Regions from separate parts of the Mus musculus genome. Here region 2 is linked to region 1. Evidence: chromatin contacts called from public HiChIP or PLAC-seq data. All regions are on one chromosome and are shown on one strand. Each heading gives the region's core, a stretch centred on a gene start, on an enhancer-like site or on the middle of the called end of the contact. The rest is flanking DNA. Distances are from core to core; before and after follow the strand shown.

The links. HiChIP or PLAC-seq counts read pairs in DNA pulled down with a chosen protein or histone mark.
Region 2: a contact with region 1 is called in an H3K4me3 HiChIP or PLAC-seq map of embryonic forebrain, with 6 times the contacts expected there. The contact joins the promoter of Sox14 here to the enhancer-like site in region 1. A contact is called at or near these places in 5 of 39 promoter capture datasets (embryonic stem cells, hippocampal neurons, liver and 1 more), 3 of 484 Hi-C or Micro-C datasets (the 3T3-L1 cell line, embryonic stem cells and long-term hematopoietic stem cells), 13 of 115 datasets of contacts at active chromatin or transcription factors (astrocytes, craniofacial prominence, embryonic basal ganglia and 8 more) and 1 of 9 other capture datasets (embryonic stem cells).

Annotation. Positions count from the first base shown.
Region 1 is chr9:100,438,667-100,441,781 of GRCm38.p6, forward strand. No RefSeq gene overlaps it. Among named protein-coding and RNA genes, the nearest start is that of Gm28166, 9.7 kb to the right of the region's middle. Within about 2 kb of position 1,650, at least 110 of the 459 cell types and tissues checked have an H3K27ac peak or open chromatin away from gene starts, as enhancers often do. A contact at or near this core is called in astrocytes, embryonic basal ganglia, embryonic forebrain and 1 more, where this site is marked.
Region 2 is chr9:99,874,837-99,877,918 of GRCm38.p6, forward strand. It overlaps Sox14 (SRY (sex determining region Y)-box 14), which reads right to left and starts at 1,334. Exons shown (of 1, transcript NM_011440.1): 1 at 1-1,334. The coding sequence starts at 848. The coding sequence ends at 126.

The sequences.
Region 1 (3,115 bases), core at 400-2,899:
CCATCTCTCCAGTCCTTAAATAATTCTTAATTGGACAGTGGTGTGTATACACCTTTAATCCCAACACTCAAGAGGCAGAAGCAGGTAGGTCTCTGAGTTTGAGGCTAGTCTGCTTAATACAGAGAGTTTTAGGACACCCAGAGCTACACGGAGAAAATAAGTAAGTAAGTAAGTAAGTAAGTAAGTAAGTAAATAAATAAATAAATAAATAAATAAGGTAATTCTTGGACATTTAGCCCAGACACAGTAGTCTGTTCAAAACACAGATATTGTATCAACCACAGTTGATCTTGTGGTTTTGATTTTCAGAGCTGTGAAAAAAGAAAGCTAGCTTCTCTTTTAGCTTCTATTCCCCTGGAAGTCTAGCTAATTACTCCTGTGGCCCACAGCATCCCGGAACATCCTCCTTCCCGGAACATCCTCCTTAGAAGGAGCCCCAGCACCAGTTAGTTCACCTAAACAGAAACAGCCAACAGCACGTGCCTACATCATGAAGGGAACAACCGACTGACCAGTGCACTGACTTAGACAAAGCCAAGAGGACTCCGACGTCCACGCACGTTTTCCTGTTGGTATCCCACAGCTGCCGGATTAAGAGTGATGGACAGGAGAACTATCTCTTACCAATTAATTCCAGAGTATAATTTGTAGCCTGGGCCCATCCTTGGATGATCCTGAGCTGTTAACAAACCATGACACCGCTTTAATTTCTCCTTTGCCCCCATACTTTATTAAAAAACCTAGAGTAGGTTCTATCAAATATCCCTTCAAGGAAAAACAGAGAGAGGGGAAGAAATGGAGTGACATTTGTCTCAGTGCAATATGAAAGATTAGAGTTGGCTGGATAAAGAGGGGGAGGAGGGGCATGGGTTCTTGTGAAACACACGCACGCACAGGGACACACACACACAATTTCTCTTTCGCAATGACCTCCTTATGCCCCATCCATCAGCCTGGGGTTGGCTTATTCTAACTAGCAGATTCCTTTATTCTGTATAACAGGCCCATCAGACACAATCTGCATGCCAATTACTGGCACAGACCCCTTGATACCAAAAAATGGAAATTAGCTGTCAAGAAAAGCCTTCAGCTGGCCAGGCCTCTTCTGGCTCTCTATTTCCGGCTCATACACCCCGTCATTCTGCCCAGCGCCCTGCTCTCGCCAGGGAGTCCCCGGTGGAAAAAGTCATCTAAAAATACAAACATATTTTATTATTATTAGTATTAGTTGCTGACTTTCTCAGTACAATGTGAAATTCACCAGTGGGCAAAAGCTGCTTAGGGCGGAAATGGGTGAGAGAGGTTGATTTCTGATAATTGCATTTCTGTGGGAGCAGATCAAGTCGTCCCATGAAAGGACATTCAAAGAAACTGAGGGTGAAGGCAGAGGAGAACAGACAAAGAATGGGATTCTGTAACGGAGATAACAATCAGAACTTTCACACTCAAGAATGGGCCCAGGCAGGGTCGAAGGGACAGAGGTGAGCAGAGCTCTGTGCACGAACAAGCTTGCAACCAGGCTTCGCATCCTAATTGCCTCTTGAAAAGCCAGGCTGTGGCCAGCTGGAGAGCCTCCAGCACACAGGGAACACAGAGAGTGTGTTGCCGGCAAGATCCCTCCCCTGCTACTTGCAGGGACTCTGAAACTCAGTTCCTCTTCTCTTTTTGCCAACATGAGTCACAGGCAGAGGCAGTCTGTTTTCCACCATCCAAGATGTAAGCCTCTGTGTTGAATCTCTTTATAGGACAAAGGAGTCTCTGATGGTCACCTGGAAGATTCCGGGTGGGGCCTTCATTCAGGGAGGGACATATCACCCCGATAGTATAGTTCTCATTCTTTAAAAACATTTTTAGTAAGAGGACTGATGACATAACTCAGTGGTGACTCATTGGCCCCGCATGTGTGAGGCCCTAAGTTCAACTCCGGATTGAAAGAAAGAAAAAAATGAGTAAGGAACAATTATCTAATCGTCTACTATTGTATGTTTTCATTATGACATAATTCAAGACTTGCTCAAGATCTGTCTCCCTTCATTAGTAAGTAGCAAGTAGCCATCTTTAAAACAAACAAACAAAAACCTCTTCTTTCCCTGTATTCTGAGAGCTAAAAATTGTCAGACAGAAATCTGGACAACTTTAGATCCCCTTGTCCAGAACGTGGTGTGTGAACAGCTTCATTCACCCAGCATCTACAGTGAGCAGCTGCAAGGTCGGCACGGCAAGCCAGACACACTAATGAATGAGGTGAGCAGACACCGACCGCCATTATGAGTGGTTCGTGAACAAGTCCCATGACTCTGCCTTGAGGAACATGTGGGGACCAAATCCAGCTGACATTCCTCATTAGCATTCATTTTCTTTTCTTTCTTTAAGATTAGGTCTCACTCTGCAGCCCTGGCCAGCCTCACACTTACTCCCCAGGCTGGCTTGGAACTCAAAGAGATCTGCCAGCCTCTGCCTCCTGAGTGCTGAGATTAAAGGTGTGTGCTATCAGACCCAGCCTTATCATCATTTCTTGTCACTCTTATTTTGAAGAAGGTATTGTTACAGGTCTCCTCACCCTCCACTTGCTTTATTGGCTGTTTTTTGTTGTTGCTTGTGTGGTTAGTCTGTTTGACAGGGCCACTGAGATGGCTCACCGGGTAAAGGTGCCTGTCACCAAACCTGACGGACTGAGTTTCATCCCTAGAACCCACAAATTGGAGGGAGAGAGCCAATCCCCATAAGCTGTTCTCTGAGTTCCATGCATGTTCTGTAACATGCATACCCTCATGCTTGTACACACACACATGTAAGCATACAAATAAATAAATGGTATACATTGCATACACTAGCAAGATTTTGCTGAAAGGACCCAGATATAGCTGTCTCTTGTGAGACTATGCCGGGGCCTAGCAAACACAGAAGTGGATGATCACAGTCAGCTATTGGATGGATCACACGGCCCCCAATGGAGGAGCTAGAGAAATTACCCAAGGAGCTAAAGGGAACTGCAACCTTATAGGTGGAACAACATTATGAACTAACCAATACCCCGGAGCTCTTGACTCTAGCTGCATATGTATCAAAAGATGGCCTAGTCGACCATCACTGCAAAGAGAGGCCCATTGGACTT
Region 2 (3,082 bases), core at 84-2,583, 560 kb before region 1:
TCTGGGGTGGGCAAGGGGCAGCGGCAGGCCTGACCCAGAGGCATCTGCGGGCCAGACTAGGTGCAAAGGAAAGGATTCAGATCTCTGCTTCCACGCTACCCATCAGGTCCGGGCCAAGCTTGGGGTTACATGGCCGTAGCGTGGGCTGACGAATAAGGGTCTATGCCAGTCTTGGTCATGCCTGGGAAGAGGATGTAGGCGACAGGGGGCTGCAGGGTGGAGGCAGACCAGGCGGTACAGTTACAGGGCACCACGTAGCCCGGGTTGGTGGGGGACGGGTGCGTGTGCGTGTGCTGGCTGGGGCAGCTGAGACTGCCGAAGGCGCCGTTCTGATAGCCCAGGGTGGACGCGTAGGGCAGCGCGCTGGTGGCCAACGTGTGGGGCACTTCACCCATCTTCTGGATGGCACTGGAACTAAATTGCGCAGGGTCCAGCAGGGAGTAAGGTGCCGAGGCAGGCGGCAAGAAGGCCCGGGCTTTCTCGGGCGCGCTCAGGAGGCCGTCGGAAGCCCCCACGGGCAGGCCGGCCGCCTTGAGCGGGTCCGTGTCGCCCAGGTAGGGCAGGGGGAAGACATACCTGTCCTTCTTGAGCAGGTTCTTCGGCTTGCGCCGCGGCCGGTACTTGTAGTCAGGGTGCTCCTTCATGTGTTGGGCGCGCAGCCTTTTGGCTTCATCGATGTAAGGCCGCTTCTCTGCCTCGGACAGGAGCTTCCATTCGGCGCCCAGGCGTTTGCTGATCTCCGAGTTGTGCATCTTGGGATTTTCCTGGGCCATCTTGCGCCGCTGGCCCCGGGACCATACCATGAAGGCATTCATGGGCCGCTTGATGTGGTCTGAAGGTTTGGACATGGTCCCGGCGAGGCGGGCGGGGGCGGGGAATGCAGGGGCTCTGCGGGCGAGCCTGGGCGCGGTTGGCCGTCTGTCTTTCTGTCCGTCCTGAGCCCGGGACTCTGAACTCCCCTCGTCTCGGAGCCGCAGAGGGGAAATCAGAGAGAAGAGCTGACCCTGCAAAGTTTTCAACTGATCATGCCAGTCCCAGCCCCCAGGCAGCCCCCAGGGGGCCGAAGGGTAGGAAGGGCAGCGGGGATGAGAGGGCGCTCGGCCTGGAGTCTGTGGGCACCAGAGATTGGGGCCCAAGTACCAGAGTCTTGGGATTAAGTGGCTAGGTAATTTTCTGGCAAGGGCAGGAGATTCCTCCTTCGCTCCCTCTTCACCTTCGCCTTCTCTCCTTCCCGTCTCTCCCCTGGCTTCTCTGGCCGTGGCTCCCCCCCTCCCGTGGTTTCCGGGCGCTGCTTTGCCTAGCACTGCACCTGGCCGAGAATGCGGGGAGGCTGGTGAACTGCAGCCAAAAGCGGCGAAGTTCAAAGGCGAGGTGGGCCGGGACCGCACGCACTCTGACATAAGCGCGGGGCGGCGACTCCCCAACCTGGGCTCCAATCAGCAGCAGGGAAGGCGAGGGGGCGCACCTGCCAACTCGCGAGTAGTGGAAACCCGGAGCGTCCCTGATGGGGGCGGGGAGAGGTATGAGGGACAGAGAGACCGCCACCGCGAACAGAGCGGCTTGATAGCTCAGGATTCGGGGCGGGGGTTCACATTGTCTCTGGCACTGTCAAAAAATTAAAACTCTTCGTGACCCCTGTTTTTCTTCCCCAGTTGTTCAAAGGAGAACCGGTGCTTCTAATAATATAAAGACCCAGGAAGCTGTCAGCCAAGCCAGCAAGCCCAGAGCTCACGTAGATAAATAGGACAGTCCCGTCACCAAATGGGAAGACAGCACCCTCTACCCCCACCCCGCCCCCAACAACACACACTTGTCAAAGATCCTTGGGAGAGGAAAAGAATATATCAAACTCAGGCCAAAACCAAAATAAACTTTTCGCGCCAGAACATCTACGGTGCTTTGGTATCATTCTCCCAGGTTGGCTTTAGGCGGCGCCTCCACCTGTAATCCAGGACGCTCTGCGGAGCAGTTCTGGGTCCCTGGGGGTCGGAGCCAAGAGCTTTGAGCCGAGACCAGGATGCTTCATGCGGGCTTCGCAGAGGTTTAGAGTCCTGATTGGCAAGCCCTTAACACTCTTCACTTTGGGGGCCCTTGCCACTAGGACTCTTCACTTTGAGGGTTGAGTGTGGTAGGCAGAGGTCCATCCTGATTCTTATTCACCTATGTTATTATTATTAGGCGATTTAAAACTCGAAGCTTCCCTCAACGTCCAAACTGCAAGGGCAGAGGGAAGGCGGGGCTTGGGGACCTTCCTGGTCTCTCTTCTGCGCCTGCAGCGTGGAGCCTCAGGCTGTACCCTCTTAGCTAGGGTCAATTTTTCTCAGGGTGCCTTTTCCCACCCAGTGAGGATGGGGGCTCGTTTCTCGAGTCAGATGAGCATTCTTCGGGTAAAGAGGACGAAATAACCCGCCGAGCCAACCTGCGAGCCTGTTTTCTTTGAATAATTGCCTGGCCGATGCGAAATGCCCTTGGGGGAAATATTTATTAAATGGAAACCATTGTCCCGGGTCCTGAAGGACTGGAGTGTGTTCCAGACTTATTGGCTTTTGCGCTAGCCAGTCTCTCCCGGGAGGAGGACAGGCCGAAATGCCCACGGCGCAGTCGGCTACCAGAAGCTGCGAGTGGGGGTAGGTGGGCGGCAAGAAGGGAGGGCCTTTTTTTTTAATGTAGTGTGTTGTGTTTGAAGGAGAGAATTTATTTCCGCTTCCTATGATTGCAAAAACGTGGGGGCGGGGGGGGGGCGGGAAATCGGTCAGCTTTAGGGCTGTTCTTAACAGTGTTGGATGTTATTCCCATTTCACAGATGAGGAATAATTTCCGGGAGAACTGATCTTCATTCTGATTTATTTAGAGGCAGCTGGAGCCCCTACTTTCTGAGAAAACTTTCACCTCTACCTGGGGAGGCTACCTTCCTATTGTAAAGCAGATACACAACATTTGAATTCCTCCAAAGGTGGCCCTTCACTCTCAGCTTCTCTCCTTTCTACCTCTCTCCTTCCCTCCCGTCCCCTTCTCTCTCCTCACCTCTCCCTTCTCTTCTTTCCGCTCCCCCCTGGCCCCCACCTCCCTAGAGATTACTAAA